2 separate regions of the Sus scrofa genome follow, and region 2 is linked to region 1. A link is a contact called in public HiChIP or PLAC-seq data. All regions are on one chromosome and are shown on one strand. Each heading gives the region's core, a stretch centred on a gene start, on an enhancer-like site or on the middle of the called end of the contact. The rest is flanking DNA. Distances are from core to core; before and after follow the strand shown. Region 1 holds the start of CMTR1 (cap-specific mRNA (nucleoside-2'-O-)-methyltransferase 1). Region 2 holds the start of ZFAND3 (AN1-type zinc finger protein 3).

Region 1 (4,212 bases), core at 524-3,023:
ATGCTTACGAGTGTGGCCATAAAATGAAAATATATTTCCAGATTGAGAAGACCATCCTAGAATGACTGCTCTCATCACTATTATTATTGTACCAGGACAATTGAGAGATTACACAGTATGATACAAATACTGGGTTTTGATTTACTTCAGGATGTTTAAAACATGGAAGAATTGGGAAATTTTTTAAACAGAGTAAGGAATGGAAGCTGTGGTTGACTTAGGACCGAGAAAACAGAAGAATGGGAAAACTAGTGGGACCGGAGATAGCCTATCCTAGGACCTATGTACCGAAACAATAATTTTAAGGACAAGAACCCCACGTCCACAAAAAAGAATGGAAACAGCAAAGGCACCATGTCACCATCATCCATGCCCATGAGTAAGCATGAGAGGAGGGCATGAAGGGGGAAAAAAATGAGATGAAATAAAGTGATGATGAGATTCCTGAAAGCTTAATGAACGATCAAATTAAAGAAAAAGCAAAAGTAGAAGTGAATACAGTGTGGTTTACACTCTACTGTTTGCTGTAAGAGAACTCAGAAAAGAGAAAGTACTCAAAACAGGTGGGTGACCACCTGGGCTGCAATTCCTTGGTAGAGGAGAGGTGCATGGGTCACAGCAGCGAGAGAGTGATGAGATCCAAAGATACCACTGATCCCTTCATGATTCAAACATGAATCACCTTTCACTTCTCTCCAGCTCAAGGATGAGTCGGCTAACCCAACAAAAAAAAATCTCATCCTTCCTAAGGAGGCAGCCTCTTACTAGGGACAGGCAGGAGCTACCCTGGGCCAGTAGAAAGAACGGGAGACCGTTGAATAAACAGAAAGCAAAACCAGGCTGCGCCACATTTCACTTTAAAGGGCGGTCTTAAATTCCCCCCCACCCAAAAAAAAGGCCCCCCAAAAGGCCTATAACTTAAGCAAAAACTGGCCTTCTGATTCTTAGCGACTCTGCGGGAGACTGGAAGCACTCAGTAACTGGGTTTAGGTGGGTGAAAGGAAAGGAGAAGCAGTGTGCGAAAAGCAGGAGACTGATGCTCCTCCCAAACCACCATAGATTTGGGCCTTCCTAAATCACCTCACCCAACCTTCCCCTTTTCCACTACAAAAAAAAACTGAGGCCCGAGAGGGTAAGGCCACACAGCTAACCAGTGCCCAGCTCAAGTGACCTACACAGGGCAAAAGAATGTGTCCTGGCAGGGAACTTCTACGTGGAAGGCAGAAGGCCTGGTTCTACCTGCTGCTCCCCAAGGTTAAGGGTTCAAATTCCCTCTCCAGTCTTCCCTCCCCGGGCCTCGGTTTTGCACTGCCATCCCTATTCATACGGGTAAGAGAAGAGCTCCCATAAACCCCGGGCCAGTCTTCATTTGTAGATAACGTGAGTGTGTGAATGTGTGCGCAAGACGTTTGTCAGCAGCAGCTCGGGCTGCGCGGAGCTGGAGAATTGGGGAGAGGGCGCGGGGGGAAAGGGTATAAGGGAGGAGAGGAGAGAGAGGGGGCGGTGAGGGTCACGACCGCCGGTGGGGGGGCCGAGGCAGCGGCAGAGGAGTGGATGCTGAGCCCGCGCGCCCGCCCGCTCGCTCCCCCCGGGCCGCGCGTCGGCACTCACGCTGAGGGAAGAGGGCGAGCTGCCAAGGAGCGGAGAGGGGGGAATCAGGCCGCCGATGCCGCCGCCACCAGGCCTGGCCCTGCCGCTGCCAGAGCCGCCTCCTCCCTCAGTTTCGCTTCCCCACAAGCCCGCCCGGATCTGCCGGCCGCGCTGTCGCGCTCTGGGTCCCGCCCTGCGGGCCGCGCAGCTTGATGACGTCAGGGCAGCCCACTCCCTCCACCCTCCCGGGCCCAGGCCCCGGGGCAGAGCTCTCGGTTCAGGCCCGCCCCACCCCCTGCCCCCAGGGCAGTCCAGGGCGCCTGCGCAAAAGACCCAGCCCGAACAGGTTATAAAAGCTAAAGTATGCAAGTATCTTTTTCTGCTCTGGGAACGAGAACGGAATTCAACTCAGCTCTCTCTCTCTTTCTTTTTTTTTTCTTTTTTCTTTTTTTGCATTTTAGGGCCGCACCTGCGGTATATGGAAGTTCCCTGGGCCTACACCACAGCCACAGCATCGCAGGATCCAAGCCGTGTCTGCGACCTACACCACAGCTCAAGCAACGCAGGATCGGAAATACACTGAGTGAGGCCAGGGATGGATGGAATCCGCGTCCTCATGGATCCTCCTGGATACTAGTCGGACGTCTTGCTGCTGAGCCACAACAGGAACTTCCAACTCATCTCTCTTAATATCACTATTATTTTGATTTTATAGATCATTTTAATTTTATAGATTAAGACACTTGAGAGCAGAAATTCAGTCTTTTTTTTTTTTTTTAGGCCGCTGGTGGAGGTTCCCAGGCTAGGGGTCGAATTGGAGCTGTTTCGCCAGTCTACACCACAGCCACAGCAACACCAGATCTAAGCTGTGTCTGCGACCTACACCACAGCTCACGGGCAACACCGGATCCTTAACCCACTTAGCAAGGCCAGGGATCAAACCCAAAACCTCATGGTTCCTAGTCGGATTCCTTTCTGCTGCACCATGACAGGAACTCCAGAAACCCAGTCTTCTTGTTCACCGTTGTATCCCCAACGTGCAGCATATGGTACATCCACTGCAGATACGGAACAAAGATCCTGAGGAAAAAAGGAGTGCCACCTATGCCATCTTACCATATGGACACAGATGGCTTCCAATGCCAAACCTCTCTTCCAATCTTCAGACCAACGTAGCCAAAAGTCTTCCGAACATCCCCACTCGGTCACCTCACACCCATAAATTCAGGTCAGACCTTCTGTTCACCCATAAGCCTGCTCTTTTTCCTGTCAGAGTCACCACCATTGGTCCAAACATAAATATGAGGGGGGCCCAACCTTCCTCATTCCCTGTAGGCACCAATATGCACTTACCTACTAATTAATTTACCTACTAATTCTCAAATCTGTCCACTCTTCTCCATTCCCATTGCCACCAATGGTGCAGTCACCCTTTCTCATCAGAATTTCTCCAGTAATCTCCAAATCATTGTGCCTGTCTCCAGCTGGGATCCCTGTAGTGCATTCTCCCCAAAACCAAAGTGATTTAAACAAACAAGCAACTGGAGTTCCTGATGTAGCACAGCAGGTTAAGGACCCGGCATTGTCTCTGCAGCAGCCAGAGTATCTGCTAAGGCTGTCAGTTTGATTCCCAACCCAGAACAGTGGCTTAAAGAGCCAGCATTGCTGCAGCTGCATAGTAGGTCACAGTTGCAGCTAGGATTCCATCCCTGGCTTGTGAACTTCAATCAGCTGCAGGTGAAGCCATTAAAAGAAAAAAAAAAAAAAAAAAAAAAAAAAAAAAAACTGGAGTTCCCATAGTGGCTCAGTGGTTAACAAACCCAACTAACCATGAGGTTTCGGGTTCGATCCCTGCCCTTGTTCAGTGGGTTAACAATCCGGAGTTGCCGTGAGCTGTGGTGTAGGTCGCAGAGGCAGCTCGGATCCTGCATTGCTGTGGCTCTGGCGTAGGCTGGCAGTTACAGCTCCAGTTGGACCCCTAGCCTGGGAACCTCCATATGCTGTGGGAGCGGCCCAAGAAATGGCAAAAAGACAAAAAAAAAAAACAAAAAACAAAGTCCAGTATGTCACTTATTTCTTTCATGGATCATTCCTTTGATGTTGTATCTAAAAATTTATAATCATACCAAAGGTCACCTACGTTTGTGCCAAAGTTCTCTTCTAAAAGTTTCATAATTTTGTGTTTTACAATTAGTTCTATGATCCATTTGGAATTAATTTTTGTGAAAGATGCAAGATCTGTGTCTCTGCTAATTTTTTTTTTTTTTTTTTTTTTTGTCTCCTGTCTTTTTAGGGCCGAAGCCATGGCATATGGAGGTTCTCAGGCTAGGGCTCAAATTGGAGCTACAACTGCCTACATCACAGCCACAGCAACACAGGATCCAAGCCATGTCTGCAGCCTACACCACAGCTCACAGCAATACCGGATCCTTAATCCACTGAGCAAGGCCAGGGATCAAACCCTCATTCTCATGGATACCAGACAGGTTCATTAACTACTAAGCCACGACAGGAACACCTTGGTTCATTTTTTTTCAATTTGGATATCCAGTTGTTCTAGTACTATTTTTTTTTTTTTTTTTTTTTTGTCTTTTTGCTATTTCTTGGGCCGCTCTCGCAGCA
Region 2 (4,212 bases), core at 885-3,384, 380 kb before region 1:
GCACAAAAATCTATATCAAGACCCACTTTCTAATCTTGCTCTGCACTCCCAAAAATCATAGCTTTAATTTCTACCTCAAGAGTTCCCAGGATGTGAGAAACAGCAGAGATAAAATACTTCAATACATCTTCCCAAGATGTCCTCACCAGAAATAATCAGTTCCTTACTGCCTCTAAGCACTTCCAAATACAAGGTTATCTTTGGAAAGTAAAAACAAAACAGAGGACTAAACCTCACAAGTCGGCCTTCAAAGTCTCCTGTTTCCTTACAACAGATCTAGAGTCAAAAGGTATGATGCAAGCACCTGTTAGGTAAGACGGGTGGCAATCCATAAAAACTCTCCAAATGTTACAAGGAGAATTTAAACTCTAACTACAGGTGGGAAAGTTGATTTCCCATCTCATATATTTTCACTCTTAACACAGGATGGCCAAGTAATAACACAGGCTGGCCAAGGCGGATACTTTTATCATGAATTAAAAAAAAAAAAGTGAGGAAAGAAGGAAAATTTGACCCAATTGAGCTAATTGGCTCTCACGTTCTTAAGCCAGCTGACTTGAGTTTTTTTGACAAGGAAATATTACAGATCTTCTGAAACGTGCTTTAAATAAAGGTGAGACCTCGACAGTCTTATAACTTTACCCTAGCCTGGGTTCTGGGCCTGACTTGTAAAAATGGGTGACGTGTGAACAGCTTCCTAAAAGCAAATGGGGCACTGGGATATAATTTAGGAAGTGATGATGCAAGTCTCTGGGGGACAGGGAGCAGGGGAGGTGAAAAAGTCAGAGGAAATACCCTCCTACTGCCTGGGCACCAACTCCTACCAAAGAGGGGAGGAAGGGCTGGCCTTCACAAGCCAAGAGAAGGGGGCACCTCAGCTCCACCCGGAGGTGCCAACACCGCCCCCTCATCGCTGCCCGCAGCCCTGCCCCCTTACCAGGCCCGGGCGGCCCCTTTCGGCCCAAGTCTCCGGCAGGCAGTCCCGAGGGTGGCAGCACACCTCGGGCAGGGCCTCCTCTGCCCACCCCCAGCTCCCCACGCCGCACCCTCCCTCAGGACGCGGCCCCTGCCCCCTCCCCGAAGGCCCGGCCTGGGCCCAGTCCCCAGGGTTCCGGCCTCCCAGGGCCCCGAGGCCTGACCAGGCAGCCCCGGCGCCAGCGCCTGGGCCCCCGCCCCCACCCCCACCCAGCCTGGGCACTTACCCCCAGAAGCCGCAGGGACAGCGAGGCGGCAGGCTGGGCGCTTTGCTGCGCTCGCTCCCGGCGTCTCCCATGGTGCTCGGCGGCGGCGGCGGCGGCGTCGGAGCTCGGCGACGGTGGCAGCGGCTGGGCCTGGGCCCCGCTAGAAGGAGGCGGCGGCGGCGGCGGCGTCGGGGGGCTCGGGGCGGGGGGAGGGGGAGGGAGCGGGCGCGCGGGCGGGCGCGAGTCCGGGGCTCCGAGCCGGGATTCCAGGCCGGTCAGCTGGAGGCGGGCCGCACCACTCGACCTACGGAGACGGGGGGGCTGGGGGAGGCGCGGAGAGCAGAGGGAGGGGAGCTGAGGAGGTGGGGCGTGCGGGTGAACCGAGGACCGCGGGAGAGGAGGGAAGACCCGGCGCCCTCGGTAGCTCCCACCGCCGCTTCCAGCCAGAGCGATGTCCCGTGCGGCGGCGCTGGCAAGGATCTGAGGCCCCCGCCGGCTCTGGCGTAGCAGCGGCCGCTGTGAAACCCCCGGCCGCGCTCGCTCCGTAACACCCTCCCCTCCCCCGGAGGCTGCGCTGACCGGACAATGGCCGCTCCGCCCCCTCCCCTCCTCACGCACCCCTCCCAAGGAGTCACAATGGTCTCGCCCGGGGGAGCCGCCGCCAAAGCCCAGCAGCTGATCAGCTGGGATCCGGGCGTGCCACTTTGTTCAGCGCCTCAAAGGAAGAGAACTGGGCCGTGGGCAAAGCCGAGACCGTTGAGCTAACACTCGGCGACGGGTTTTTGAGGCTTTCTTATGTTGGAACTTTTAGAATCTGAGGCAAACTTACCTTCCCCTCGTGTGAAAAAGGGGAGCAGGCTTCTGAGTACTCTGGGGCACGTTGCTTTCCCCCAAACGCGAATGGTACGCCCCAAGCGAGAGGGGGAGGAGCAGATTAGTTGTTTAGGTAAGTTGGGCCAGTCCCAGAGCGGCGCCTGAGCGCTGCGCATGCGCCCGGAGACACCCGTAACCCAGTATGGGGAGGGGCCTGGAGGAGCGCTTCCAAACCCGGAAGTGAGTCTCGGTCGGCCGGGGGTTGCCTGGGTCTTCGGCTGCCTGAGAGGCCCACTAACTCTTCGCTCTTGGACCTGGGAGATACTGGGGAACATTTCTCCACCAACTGCTAACCCCTGGAAATCTCTCTTCCCAGTCCTGCCACACCCAACTCACCCAGGGAACTGGTCACCCTTTGGCAGTAATGAACTTCTGGGAAATATAACCCTCCTTCTTTGCAGCAGCAATGGCAAGGGGTGGGAGGGTGGTTGTCTTAGTCATGTTCTGTGCCTCTAACCCCATCGGCGTCCCCAACCTCAGAGACACAAGTCCACTCCCTGTGCCTAGACTAGAAGAACCTCTGTTCTTCCTGGAGTGGACGTTTTGATTTTTAGAGAGGAGCTATGGCCGAGTCAGTGATGGCAATTAAGTGATCAAAAAGTTTGAGCCACTAAGAAAATGAGTCCTTTAGCGTTCCTTGTCTTTGATCCGGAACTTATACTGACCTCCAACCAATTATGAACAGAAGGCAGTTGTTGATGACTAAATTCAAGGAGGAGGAAACTTCCACCAGACTTCCTGGAAAGGTGATCCACAGCTGAGGCCCTTATGGCTCTTAGAAATAGCTGCGGTGTTCCCCCGACCTGGCAGGAGTAAGAGAGCCTTACATGAACTTTATTATCAAATGTTATTTCTTTTTATACCATTCTGTTTGTGCATGTTCTGTTGATTTATTAAATGTTGTTGCTTCTTTTGGCCTCTGAGGAGCAAGGAACACATTTAGTTAGCATCCTCCTAAAGAGGCTGTTGATGATGAAGACAGCAATTGCAGAGATCAAACCACTTAAAACCAAAGCACCCCCAAATGTGAATGCTGATTTATTTTGAGCAATATTTAGTTTCAGCTTTGTGGATTTTCCTAAGCCTTCAATAAATGTTTCTGTCAAAAACCTATAGAATGAATGAACTCATACAATACACCTAGCTCTCATTGGACTCATATTTCCTTAAATCTTCTCTTAAGCTGACATAAAATTGCCACATTCATGCAAGGTTTGCAGTCTTTGAGTTTAACAAAGATTAAGTAGCACTCTCTCTACTGGCATCTTGGTGACTCTTTTGTCTGTGGAAAAAGAAACCCTAAAACCGAAAGGAAAATTTTGTGTCAAACATGATTGTCATCTTTCAAACAGCTTGCATTCCTGTCTGTTTGCCAGTTATTCCAATTAGCAAGCATTTATTGAGTACCCAGTATTTATAAGACATTGCCTAAGGTTCTGTCCCTTGTATTGTCCTCTGCCCCTTCCTCTGGTTCCCAGCACCCTTCTACTGCCCATTCATTGCTTGTCTCCTCTTCAATGCCTTCCACACACTGACAAGGCAGAATTGGTCCCTCATTCCTCTGCCCACATAGTCTCCATTATAGGACCAGGAAATTTACATGTCTTGTCTCTTCTCACAAAACCTACCTCCAAAAGGACTATCTCTGAGAAATAGCTGTTAATGTACCCACAACCCAAGGGGGGTACCAGAGCCTTAAAGGGTATTACCTAGATTAATTTTATTACCAAATGTTACTATTTTATTTCTATATACACCATTCTGTTTGTGCCTGCTCTGTGGATTCGTGGATTCCCAGAGTGGGATTGAAACATACTCGATCCATGTTTGTCAAACAGAAGAGCTAATCGGATAAAAGTCACACTTAGTACAAAAACCAGCTGAAACTTTTGGGGAGGGTGTCTGCACCTGTGGCATGTGGAAGTTCCCGGTCCAGGGATCCATCCTGCCCCACAGCAGCAACTGGAGCCACTGCAGTGACAACACCAGAGCCTTAACCCACTGTGCCACAAGAGAACTCCAAAAAATTTTTACCTTTTTCTTTATGGCCTCACTTGCAGCATATGGAAGTTTCTAGGCTAGGGGTCAAGTCAGAGCTGCAGCAACAGATCTATACCACAGCCATGAGATACGACGCAAATTTGTGACCTACACCACA

What was found. HiChIP or PLAC-seq counts read pairs in DNA pulled down with a chosen protein or histone mark.
Region 2: an H3K27ac HiChIP or PLAC-seq map of alveolar macrophages shows a contact between it and region 1. The contact joins the promoter of ZFAND3 here to the promoter of CMTR1 in region 1. A contact is called at or near these places in 1 of 5 promoter capture datasets (liver) and 1 of 2 datasets of contacts at active chromatin or transcription factors (alveolar macrophages).

Annotation. Positions count from the first base shown.
Region 1 is chr7:32,998,060-33,002,271 of Sscrofa11.1, reverse strand. It overlaps CMTR1 (cap-specific mRNA (nucleoside-2'-O-)-methyltransferase 1), which reads right to left and starts at 1,773. Exons shown (of 25, transcript XM_001924210.5): 1 at 1,612-1,773.
Region 2 is chr7:33,376,152-33,380,363 of Sscrofa11.1, reverse strand. ZFAND3 (AN1-type zinc finger protein 3) reads right to left here and starts at 2,134. Exons shown (of 7, transcript XM_021099854.1): 1 at 2,011-2,134; 2 at 1,203-1,502. The coding sequence starts at 1,273.